Regions from separate parts of the Mus musculus genome. Here regions 2 and 3 are each linked to region 1. A link is a contact called in public Hi-C and promoter capture Hi-C data. All regions are on one chromosome and are shown on one strand. The core of a region is the stretch at or near the end of the contact, and the rest is flanking DNA. Distances in the headings are between cores, read along the strand shown. Region 1 holds the start of Aldh8a1 (aldehyde dehydrogenase 8 family, member A1). Region 2 has its middle 5.5 kb from the start of Gm33619. Region 3 has its middle 54 kb from the start of Gm33892.

Evidence for each region. Promoter capture Hi-C pulls out the DNA fragments that hold promoters and counts their contacts. Hi-C and Micro-C count contacts between places; a contact is called where the count stands out from the background.
Region 2: a promoter capture Hi-C map of stem cell-derived epiblast-like cells shows a contact between it and region 1, with 2.4 times the contacts expected there. The contact joins the enhancer-like site here to the promoter of Aldh8a1 in region 1. A contact is called at or near these places in 5 of 39 promoter capture datasets (the C10 cell line, embryonic stem cells, pre-B cells and 1 more), 1 of 15 datasets of contacts at CTCF or cohesin (large pre-B cells), 2 of 484 Hi-C or Micro-C datasets (embryonic stem cells and pro-B cells), 1 of 115 datasets of contacts at active chromatin or transcription factors (embryonic stem cells) and 2 of 9 other capture datasets (embryonic stem cells and pancreatic islet).
Region 3: a contact with region 1 is called in a Hi-C map of the G1E-ER4 cell line, with 1.9 times the contacts expected there. The contact joins the enhancer-like site here to the promoter of Aldh8a1 in region 1. A contact is called at or near these places in 9 of 39 promoter capture datasets (the 3T3-L1 cell line, the C10 cell line, embryonic stem cells and 2 more), 4 of 484 Hi-C or Micro-C datasets (the G1E-ER4 cell line, the HL-1 cell line, cerebral cortex and 1 more) and 3 of 9 other capture datasets (adipose tissue, embryonic stem cells and liver).

Annotation. Positions count from the first base shown.
Region 1 is chr10:21,375,414-21,379,033 of GRCm38.p6, forward strand. It overlaps Aldh8a1 (aldehyde dehydrogenase 8 family, member A1), which reads left to right and starts at 1,887. Exons shown (of 7, transcript NM_178713.4): 1 at 1,887-2,065. The coding sequence starts at 1,928.
Region 2 is chr10:21,190,664-21,194,283 of GRCm38.p6, forward strand. No RefSeq gene overlaps it. Among named protein-coding and RNA genes, the nearest start is that of Gm33619, 5.5 kb to the left of the region's middle. Within about 2 kb of position 1,983, at least 44 of the 459 cell types and tissues checked have an H3K27ac peak or open chromatin away from gene starts, as enhancers often do. A contact at or near this core is called in pre-B cells, pro-B cells and stem cell-derived epiblast-like cells, where this site is marked.
Region 3 is chr10:21,515,958-21,519,577 of GRCm38.p6, forward strand. No RefSeq gene overlaps it. Among named protein-coding and RNA genes, the nearest start is that of Gm33892, 54 kb to the right of the region's middle. Within about 2 kb of position 1,649, at least 5 of the 459 cell types and tissues checked have an H3K27ac peak or open chromatin away from gene starts, as enhancers often do. A contact at or near this core is called in the G1E-ER4 cell line, where this site is marked.

The DNA.
Region 1 (3,620 bases), core at 637-3,136:
AGGAGAACTTCTAAGCATTTAAACAAACCCTGAAAACCTTTGGCTTCAGGTGTGTTTTTTCTTTGGTGGGCTTAGGTGGAGGGGCGAGGGGCCTGCTCTGCCATGAGGTGGTTGTGTGCTCTGGCAGATGGGTTCCTGTTTTCCCCATTTGTTTTTTCTTGGAAAGCAGAAGGAGATGAAATTCCAATCTTAAAGAAAAGCTCAAAGGAACAAGCACAGAAGTTTCATAGGGCCGTAAGGGACAGAGGGAGTGGGAGGCAGCCCCCGTAGTTCTGTTCTGTTTCTAGCCGGAAGCAGTGGTAGCCTGCTGGCCAGTGTGAGAGGGTGAATTCTGCCTTTTGGCCTGCAGGGACCTTAGGGAATGGCGTGTTGGCTGGCAGGCCGAGGAAACAGAGTTCAGGGCAGGTGCTGCCATTGGAGGAGTCAGCTCCATAGGAGCCCTGTTGTGGGGCTGGGGGACGGACAGAGAGTAGAGGCAAGATTTGGAGAGTGTAGCTCAGAGTCAAAGGAGGAGGGGGAAGAAGCTGGCCAGGAGGGAGGGAGAGAGGGAGGGAGGGAAAGACAGAGACAGGGAGGGAGGAGATTCATGGTCAGTAAGAAATTGAAGATGCTCTCTTTACATTTTAAACATTCTACAAGGTAGAAATACAGAGAATGGAAACACAGCAATACAGCAGCCAAAACATTTCCACAACTGGTGAAAGACAAAGCCAGTGGTAGAAAAGCAGCCTCTTCCAGTCACGGTTAAGAACAAATTCTCACCAAATGCACTGTGGTGAAAATGGGACGCCAAAGACGACAGACAGCCGTCAGTAGGTGGAGACGTGAAGTACAGGAAGGATGGGGAGATAGCAACATGGAGAACAGAAGGAACAAGACCTTCAGAGGGTTACTTGCAAAATACAAAACAAGCGCTATGATGCACAAGAGAGTTTGGTTATCCATGGAGCCTCAGCAGAGTGAACGGTGGTGTGTCCTGTCCTCTCAGAGGCCATGTGCTGGTCTGTTCAGCTGTGACAGAATAACTGAAAATCGATCACTTGAGAGAACCTGAATTCTTGTTGTTCTGGAGACTGGGAAGCCCATGATGTTGGTGTGAGGAGATTGTGTATGGTAAATATCCCCTGCCTCTGCCACTTCCTCACCAGGCAGGGCAGCTGTGCTCCTGCGGCAGAAGGCACAAATGACCCATAGCCTGTTTCGAAGGCACCACCGAGGCCGTGAGCAGCACCTTAACTCCAGGAGTGCCCACTTAAACACTGCCACTGGAGGGTTAAACGTGCCCGAATTCTGAGCGTTCAAACCACGGCATTGCCGGGTAGTGAAGACGGCTCCCTTGCTCCTGTGGCCAGTCCCTACAGGGACATGGATGCATCCTCCTGAGATGGACTCACAGGCTGTTAGGTGTAAATGTAGCTAAAGTTTCTTCTCATTTCCTGTCAGTACTTGAGTGTTCATGTGTGACCTTGGCCACATTGTGTAACCTTCCAGAGGCTCAATGCCTTCCCTAGAAAGGAGGAAGTAAGGATTGCTGCATGGGACAATATTCTGTGGAGCCAATTTTCTTTATGCTTTGCACTTCGTGTTTAAACAGTGGGCACTTATGGTGCAGTGCCGATAAAATCATCTCACACACACACACACACACACACACACACACAGTTGATATGAAAGGACAATCTGAAGACATTGTACATATGTAACTTGATGTTAGTTTAATGCAGTGCCCATTTCTCAGAATGGACCATGAGTTGCCTTCAAGAACCATCCGAGTTTGGAATCAGGAAAGTTCTGAAGCGCAGCGGGTCTCCTCCTCCCAGGTTCGGATATGCAAATGAGGACACTGGGCCTGGGGGTGAGATGAGGGTGTCCAAAGTCCTGAGGGCAGTCACAGAGGGCTGCTGTACACAGAGGGCACTTTCCTAACATGGCTGGAAAAAGGGAACTTTTGATGTTGGAGAACTTTATAGGTGGGAAGTTTTTACCCTGTAACTCATATATAGATTCTTACGATCCATCAACAGGGGAAGTTTATTGCAAAGTTCCAAACAGTGGGAAAGAAGAGGTAAGTCTATTCACTTGGGAAACTAAAACGTATTTACTGTGTTGACAAATTGTAGACAACCATTTTCTAAAACTAAAGGGGAGAGGATGAAGGAAAATGTAGCATTTTATAAGGTAGTTTATCATATGAATGGACTGGTCTGAGCTGGAATGGCTCTGAGTTTACTATGTTCAAGAGAAAGTTGTTAGCTGTGGGAACAGTGGTTTTAATGTTTGTAATTCTCAGACAGATTGTAATAGTTATAGAGAACTCTTACGATATGAAATGCATCCTTCTCTCTACAAAGTGCCCACTGGCTCCATGGGTTTATAAAAATAAATCTTGAAAACTTAAATTGGGAACAAAACAAAAGCCCAGTACTTTATTTTAGACCATCATCTGATAGTTCCTCATATCTCTGAGAATACCCAGTCTAATAAAGCCAGTTATTTGAGTAATGAAGCTGAAAATTAAACTCTCATGTCATTTCATTAAACTTAACAACTTAAAAAATGAGGGTTCATGTCCCTTTCTCTTTCCTTTTTCTTTCTTTTCTAGTTATGAAGAATTAAGTCACTTGGGGAATTTTGTAAAATGCTTGAGATATATTTAATGTTATGAATTATTGCACTGAGAATAAAAAATGTTTGGTGTGCTGAGTGACTGATGTGTGTGTGGTTACCAAATGCAAACCGCCCATTGTTTATTCTTTTCAAGGCACAAACAACTCGATTATAATATAATTCCAATCTTCCTATATAAATATATCTTATATGCCAAGTTTTTTCTTCAAAAATTCAACTTTTTTTCTTCACTGGTAAATTTTAAATCTGTCTTCTAGAGGAAAAAAACAACTTTAGACTCTGTACTAAAGTTTAAGAATATTGGGTAACTTGTTAGTTACATTGTAACCAGCAATTTTGCTTGCTTCCAATGACCCAAACTGCATGAGACCAAGGCTTCTCTTCTCCATCTCCTGGTGTTTCCAAAGTGAGGAGATGCAGGTGGAGTGTGGTACCGGCTGGCACTTCTTCAGGAAATAGAATAAAACATATTTGCTTTTGCTTTTCCAGTAATATGTATGTTTTATTTTCTCAGCAATCCAGTTTGCAAATATTTTGGGTTCCACAAAAGCTGTGTCTTTGTTGATTTTACAAGATATGTGCCGAATTTTGGGCCTGTGTGAGTGTGTGTGTGTGTGTGTGTGTGCGTGCTTGCTCGAGCGCGCTTGCTTGCATGCAGTGCAAACTGAGATAGTACAACCTGTAGACTTAATCTGAACCATACAGGAGGGCAGAAAAGCACTCAGATGCATTCTGAGTGCATCACGTTTTGGCCACAAGAGGGCATCTGCTTATTTACCCTGGGAGCCCCACACTCCCGTTCCAACAGAAGCCTCTATCATGGGTAGGGCGAGGAAACTTATGCTATAACAGTGGTTCTCAGCCTGTGGGTCAAGACTCTGATGGAGGTCAAAAAGATCTTTTCACAGGGGTTCAGCACTTGGGGTGTAGAGTTAGGAGATGAGCTAGTCACTTCAAGTGCCAGGGACAGCCGTAGGACGTGATCACACAGT
Region 2 (3,620 bases), core at 733-3,232, 180 kb before region 1:
TTATTATCAGGTTTTCTTGTTTGGTTTTTGTAAGCCCTTTCAGTTTGCTAACCATCATGAGCATTACTTAAAGGCTGATCCACTTTTCCACTGGTGATGAGCTGGTATTCATGGACTGTGAATTGCACGTGTAGTAGTATTAAAAGTTCCATTTTCCCCCTTAAATTTATTTATTTAGTCATCTTACATCTTGATCACACCCCTTACCCAGTTTCTTCTGTTCTAGATTAAATCGAGTTTAATGGGATATATCCAATTAGACCACACAGGTGCAGTTAGATAGAAAAAACTGGAGTTAGGGAGATGACTCGGTGGATAAAAGCACTTCCAGCAACCCCTGATAGTCTGACCTTGGTCCCTGGAGCACATGGAGGAAGCCATAAGCACAGTCCCATTTTAAAGGGAATGACAGAGGCAGAAGGATCTGCTGGGACCTTGCTTTGCAATGGCAAGGAGACCCTGCCTCAAAAACAAAGAAGGAGGATGGAACTAGCTTCCAAAAGGTGTTCTCTGATCTTCACATGTGTACAGTGGCGGCATGCCTGTGTGCATGTAACCCCTCCCCCACGTACACATGCCACGCACAAATTACAAAATTAAAACTTATTTTTAAAAACATGGTAATGTACTAGGCATGGTGGCGCACACCTTTAATCCCAGCACTGGGGAGGCAGAGACAGGCAGATTTCTGAGTTCGAGGCCAGCCTGGTCTACAAAGTGAGTTCCAGGACAGCCAGGACTGCACAGAGAAACCCTGTTTCGAAAAACCAACCAACCAACCAACCAAACAAACAAACAAACAAACAAAAAACATGGCAATACATCGAAGAAGCTGCCCATGACCACACGAGGCATTGCTACACATCTTAAGATTTCTAGAACCTCCTCTTCAGGCGTGTTGTGTGTGCGGTTCTTTAGATATGAAGCGTTTGCTGCAGAGTCACATTTGGAGCAGTCTGATCTAGAGAATGCTCCTTAAAGGCTGAGGACCAGGCTTAGTGGCAGAATGCCTGCATAGCAAGCAGGGCCTTGGGTTTCAGCAATAGGAAAACAGAGAAGAGAATGCTTCTTTTAATTAATTAATTAATTTTATTTTTTTACATCCCAGATGTTGTCTCCCATCCTAGTCCCCTTTTGTAGAGTTTCTTCCCCCATCTTCCTTCCCCTTGACCTCTGAGAAGGTGCCCCTCCTCCCAGCATCCCCTTTCCCTGGGGCATCATGTCTCTACAGGACTAGAAACATCCTCTCCCACTGCAGCCAGACCAGGGAGCCCTATGCTGAGTATGTACCAGCAGGGGCCATGGACCAGCCCTTGTATACTCTTTGATTTGGTGGCTTAGACTCTGGGAGCTCTTAGGGATCCAGGTTAGTTGACACTGTTGTTCTTCCTATGGGGTTGCCACCCCCTTCAGCTCCTTCAGTCCTTCCCCCAACTCTTCCTCAGAGTTGGTTGGCTGTAAGTATCTGCTTCTGTCTCAGTCAGCTGCTGGTAGAGGCTCTCAGAGAGAACAAAACACTCCTGGGTATGGTAGTGTTGGAGAAGAGAAGTGACTTTCACCTTCTAGCTCATGACGAATCAGGCTTGGAGAAAGAGGTATGATGCTCAGACAGTCAGTTAGTTGTCACCACGTAGAAGTTCTTTGGAGGGCAAGAGCTGGGAACACAGCATAAACAACAGCAGACCCAGCCTGACCAGCCGGGGCTTGCCCTCCAGGAAGGGAGACAGACAGTAATCAGATGATCAATTGAACAAGTGTCAAATTATACCTGTGACATATTCTACAAAGGAACGGGGCACGGCACAATGAGAGTCTAGGATTAGGCACTTGACCGGACTGGTGGCGAGGTCAGAAAAAGCTTGCCTGTAAAAGTCATGGTTGTGCTGAGAACGGAGGGAGGAGCAGTCACGGACTAGATGAAAAGGAAGGAATGAGCAGAAGGAACAGAAAGCGAGGCAGCCTGGTGCATGAGGAAGCAGTGCCAGTAAAGGGAATTGAAAGAGACCCAGGTGGCCCGGCCTGTCACAGAGTGGGACAGTGTGTGAAGCCACTGGGGCACTGGAGCCAGCTCGTATTTATATCATGTTTATATCTGAAAGCCAGTCTACATACATGCCTTCCCAACTGCACATTTAGCGACATTTAGTTTGTAGCTCAAAGCTGGATAAGGTGGGTCTATTTACATCATAAGAATTGGCCGGCCCCTCTTTTCTGGGTTAGTTATTCTGTATTAAAAAACGTGGAGACGTTTCTAGAACCAGACTATGACATGGTCTAGACCTGAGATTTGCAACATTGGGAGGAAACAATCCTGACTCCTGGCAACTATCAGACAACTAATCAGGTTTGAAAGATGCCACCTGGTATTCTGGCTTTAGCATCCCGTCCTCTCCTTTACTCTCTTCTCTTCCTCCCTGATATTATTATAGAAGCTGGGGTGGAAATGGGTAGATATCAATCAGAGCTTCGAGAGCCCTACCAGGAGAGACCATCAGTGAGGGCAATCAGGAGTTCAAGGTGGGTATGAGTGCTTGGTGCTGATGCTGTTGAGAAGGTGATAAATGATGTCCTGGTTCTGGCTCCTGACCCGATGAAGGTGAGGCAGAGTGGGTAGAGGGTAGAGAGCAAGGCTGTGGGATACAGGGTGCAGAGTCCATACTCAGCAGCCAGCTTCCAGTGAGAACAGAGGCAGCACAAGAGTTCAAACTGAAAGCTTGCCAGAGCGTTGGGAAGACAGAGGTGGGGTCCCAGTGGGGAGACGGGAGGGGGAGGGAGAGGGGGAGGGGTTTTTCTATTTGGTGTTGGTGTTCGAATGGTTTTGTTTATGAAAAGAGAAAGATAATGGAAACGGAAGAAAGCCAAGGGGCCTGGGCCTCAGCAACAGGAGGATTCAAGATCTTTGAAATGATAATTCGGCTTCAGTGTAGGCCATATGCTGAAGCAGCCTTTACATCTTGGTTTTTTATTCTGTGTCATTTTACAGAGACTCCACGTTTCCCCTAAGCAATGGCGGGTTTGTTGCTGCCTTGAGAAGGAAAGACAGCAGCTCTCTTGCTGCCAGGACTAAGCCCAGTTCCATTTACAATCTTCTGTTGCTGAGATTCCATTCTTCCAGGGCAGACTCCTTGGCATAATTAAAATGAGACTCTTATCCCTACCCTGCCCAGGTCTGGAACCCTGGACACAGGCATGTTGCTGCAGGCTTCCTGCTCATCCAGGTTACAGCCTGCTGGGCACAGCCCGCCCTCCTGGGCACAGAGTAGACTGAGCCTTGTCTCCTATCTCCCTCTCCTGTTCTATCCCTCCCCTCTGTCTTCCTCTTTCCTCTTCCCCTGTCTTCCCCCTCTCTTCCTCTTTTTTCCTCCTCTTTTTCCCATTCCTCTTCCTCTCTTGGCTAAATGTCCACATGAGCACAGACTCTGGGTGCAAGGATTCTTTTTGCGATATTTTAAGATATAGACGAAGCTGCTGGGTTGGAGGGAGGGCTGCCTCATTCTTAGGGAAATATACAGCCAGGGAAAATTCAGCCGCTTTTCCCCTTAGTGCTACACAACCCCCAAACCCACAGACCTGCTCAATAGATAAGATGTAATCTGTTATCCTTCCCAGAGCTATTTGTA
Region 3 (3,620 bases), core at 399-2,898, 140 kb after region 1:
GACCAGAGGTTGTCACAAGGACGTGCCTGGCCAAGTTTCGTCACTCAGACCCTTCCAGCTGGGCCTGATGTTTGATTACATTTTTTTCTTTCTTTTTGAAATTTTATATTTATTATTTAAATTTTTGCACATAATATATTTTTGTTGTATTCTTCGCCTTTCCCAACTCCTCCCACATGCCCCCAACCTAGTGTCTCAGTTCTTGAAATGAATGTAATCATTCAAAGAATCACGAGTTTTCTTGTCATCCCTGCTGTCTTCTTCCTTCTTGTGGGTTCACGCCCCCCTTATATTGGCAAGTGTTCCCTAAAAGTAGTCTCAAAATTTATTAAGTTCAATTAGTTTGAGACAATTATAACTCCAGTTTAAAGTTCCAGCAAGTTTAGGTGAGATCAGGCACTTTCTGGGTGCTATGGCTATAGACAAATTCCAGTATTCTTTTTTATTTTCCCCTCTGATTGAAAATAGATTCTTTTTTCATCCAATACATCCTAATTACCGTTTCTCCTCCCTCTGCTCCTTCGAGTTCCTCTGCACTTCCCCTGCCCTCGGGATCCACTCCCTTTCTGTCCCCCATTAGAAAAGAACAGGCTTGTAAGAAATAAAAACCAAACATGGCAAAATAAACATAAGTTGAAGCACAAACTATCAGAGTCTTTTCCTCCTGCTGAGTTTCCAAATCCAACTCACTCTGATGTGACAGTTTTTACTTCAAATTCCATTATTATTAAAAGTCTCATGGAATCTACTTCAGGAGACATTTATGTACTCAAATCTGTGAGTGGACAGGCAGATGGTCTCCGGGCCTGTTGTCTTCCCATTCCAGGCTCCTAGGGAAATTCACTTTTCTGTCATGTGACTCTGCAACACTTCTCAGTCTTAAACCCACATGCCCCACACCACCTTTCTTTTGTGCTAGGAATCAATCAGAGAGTCTTGTGCATGCAAGCTAAAACTCCACCCCGAGCTGCTTGGGTTTGTTTTTTGTTGTTGTTGTTGTTTTTGTTTTTGTTTTTCTTTTTTGAGAGGGTCTCCATATGTAGCCCAGCTGCTTTCAAACTTCTGGTCCTCCTGCCTCTGTTTTTCCAGTGCTGGGGTAACAGGCACACACTACCCCGCCGTGCAGATATTGTAGAGATTGTACATTTCTAAGCAGTCTCCAGGGGATTCTGCATCTGGCCTCTGAGTTGCAAGGCACTAACCATTTAGCCCTCTGACCACCATTTATTATTTATTCTGCTTGGCAGGAGGAACACTAGCTATTTGATGAATGAACACTTGTTCAGCCACCAATCTCTCATCAGGGGAGCCTTGGTGTCGGGGCAGAGGCGTAAGGCAGTTACCTTGTGATCTGCTTCTCCTGCATTCTGCCCAAGGGAGGTAGATCCTATCTCTCCATGCAGCAAACTCCTGAACACTTTGTACTTCTGGGAGAGGCAAACCCTTGACCAGAGAGAGATAGAAAAGGTCATTCCATGCAGCAAAGCTAGCATATCCGACATCCCTTTGACATCGTGTCTAAATACCGTTCTCCACCCAGCAACACTAGCGATGAAACTGACATTTTGACTTTAGTTGAATTCTGTGCAAGAGCTTCAGTTTGTTCTGAACCTCACGGGGAAATTAAAATAATTTATCTTGTCAATCTCAATGTGTTGAAACACGAATCTTCTCAGAGAGGGCTCAAACTGGCTTCATGGGTGTGGGCGTGTATATTGCCTACACCGTGAGATTTAGGGCTCCCTTTAATCAGCATCAGGGGTAAGACACAGATGGGGGTGATTTTGAATAGGGTTTTTAAGCATTTCAGAAACTCCTGAGCAGGTTAGGTTCCTTCAGAGGATGGTGGTCGGATCAAAAGACAGGCCTGTTTCACTCACGGACCAGAAAAGCTCCCTGTAGGGAGGGGCCCTGGAGCTTTTTTCTAGGTCAGAATGCTGAGTAAGAGGTTTGAATCTCAAGGTTGATCAGCCTTGGGTAAGGCGGGCCCTAGACAGTGTTCCAGGCTTGAGTTAACGGTTGCTGTCCTTTTGAATACACTGTGGTAGTCTCTTCCTGTATGCGAATTTGCACCCACTCAGATTTACACTGTGACACGGTGTTTAATATAATTGAATACAAAGTTTAGATTTCAGATCATATCCAGTTTTATGGTCTCTTTAGTGGTAATCCTCCAGTCACCATCAGCTTCGAATGGAAAGATATGTGCTATATTTCAGAGTATTGTCTGCCATATCAGATGGAGCAGTATGTATTTTGGTTCTTTGAATTTTTGAGCACACGTGATTTACAGATTAGAGTGTGTTTCGTCTTTTAAATTTCTATTCATCTCAAATGTGAGGAAAAGTTCAAGGATAAGTGAGATAGGTAAATGATTTGTAGAACAGGCAACAAATAAATAAATGGTGGATGGTATTGTTCATCTAATACACACAAGGACCACCCCCATGCTGCCTCGCCATATATATTATTCATTTTACTATCAACTTATAAAAGCAACAGCAGTGTGCCTCAACATCATGGAATGAGTCATAACATGACACTACAGGATTATGTCATGTTGGCTTCCCTACTTCCAGTTTCCTGTCTCTTGTTTCTTGATGTAAGGTGTCCCTGAGAACTTAGCATATGAAGCCAGGCCTAGCCTGAGATCCCTGTCCTAACAGACAGCCAATTTCTGAAGGCTGAACTCAGTGAGATTAATTTGATGCCTTCTGCAATGAGAAGAAGCATCCAAGCTCGACAGCAGGATGTTACCTCTTCTGATCAAAACACTAGGAAGAGATTAGGAACGTGCTAAATGTCACTTGGAGGGTTTAATAATATGCAGGCGACGACGTGCTGCAGCAAGACTCATCCTCCTCTTCCTTCTTTAAACACCGACAGGAAGTCACAGAAGTCTCTCCATATCTTTGCTTGCCTCGGGTTCTTAGAGAGCATTTGAAAGTTGTGATATTTTGAGCAGCAACTACTACTTTCCACATCCCGGGAGCTTGCTGCTTTTGAATGAGATAGTTCCATGATGGCATGCTCTCAAAGCCTGTGTGGATGAATGCTAGCAATACCTCAACTCTGACGTAGATGGCCCTGGCAACATGGAAACAACCCCTTTGCAAGTTAATCCTGAATGATCAAGAAAAAGGCTAGACAACCTGTAGCTAGGTAGAAGAGAAGTAGGCAGAGCGGTTCCTGGGCTTGGAGCCTCAAATAGGGACCACAAGGTGGGGGGAAAGGAGCAGACGGAGAGAGAGAGAGAGAGAGAGAGAGAGAGAGAGAGAGAGAGAGAGAGAGAGACAGAGACAGAGACAGAGAGAGACAGAGAGAGAATGAGAGGTCATGGTGGGGTGAGCACACGGCCATGAGGTCTGGTCTGACAGAGTAGGAGAGTCCCACGCAGAACGTTACAAGTGATATCTTGAGGAGATGACTTTACGAAACTAGATAAAATAGCACAGAGGGGTGATATCTGCCCGGTCTACTGCTTTAAAGCTTATTATTATAAGTCTAAATGTTTCTGTGTCTTTTATCCAGGAATGAAATGGTCAGAAATGGGCTAGAAACGCCTAAAATATACTTAAAGACAACAAGGGGTTATAGCAACACCCAGAATGATAATTACC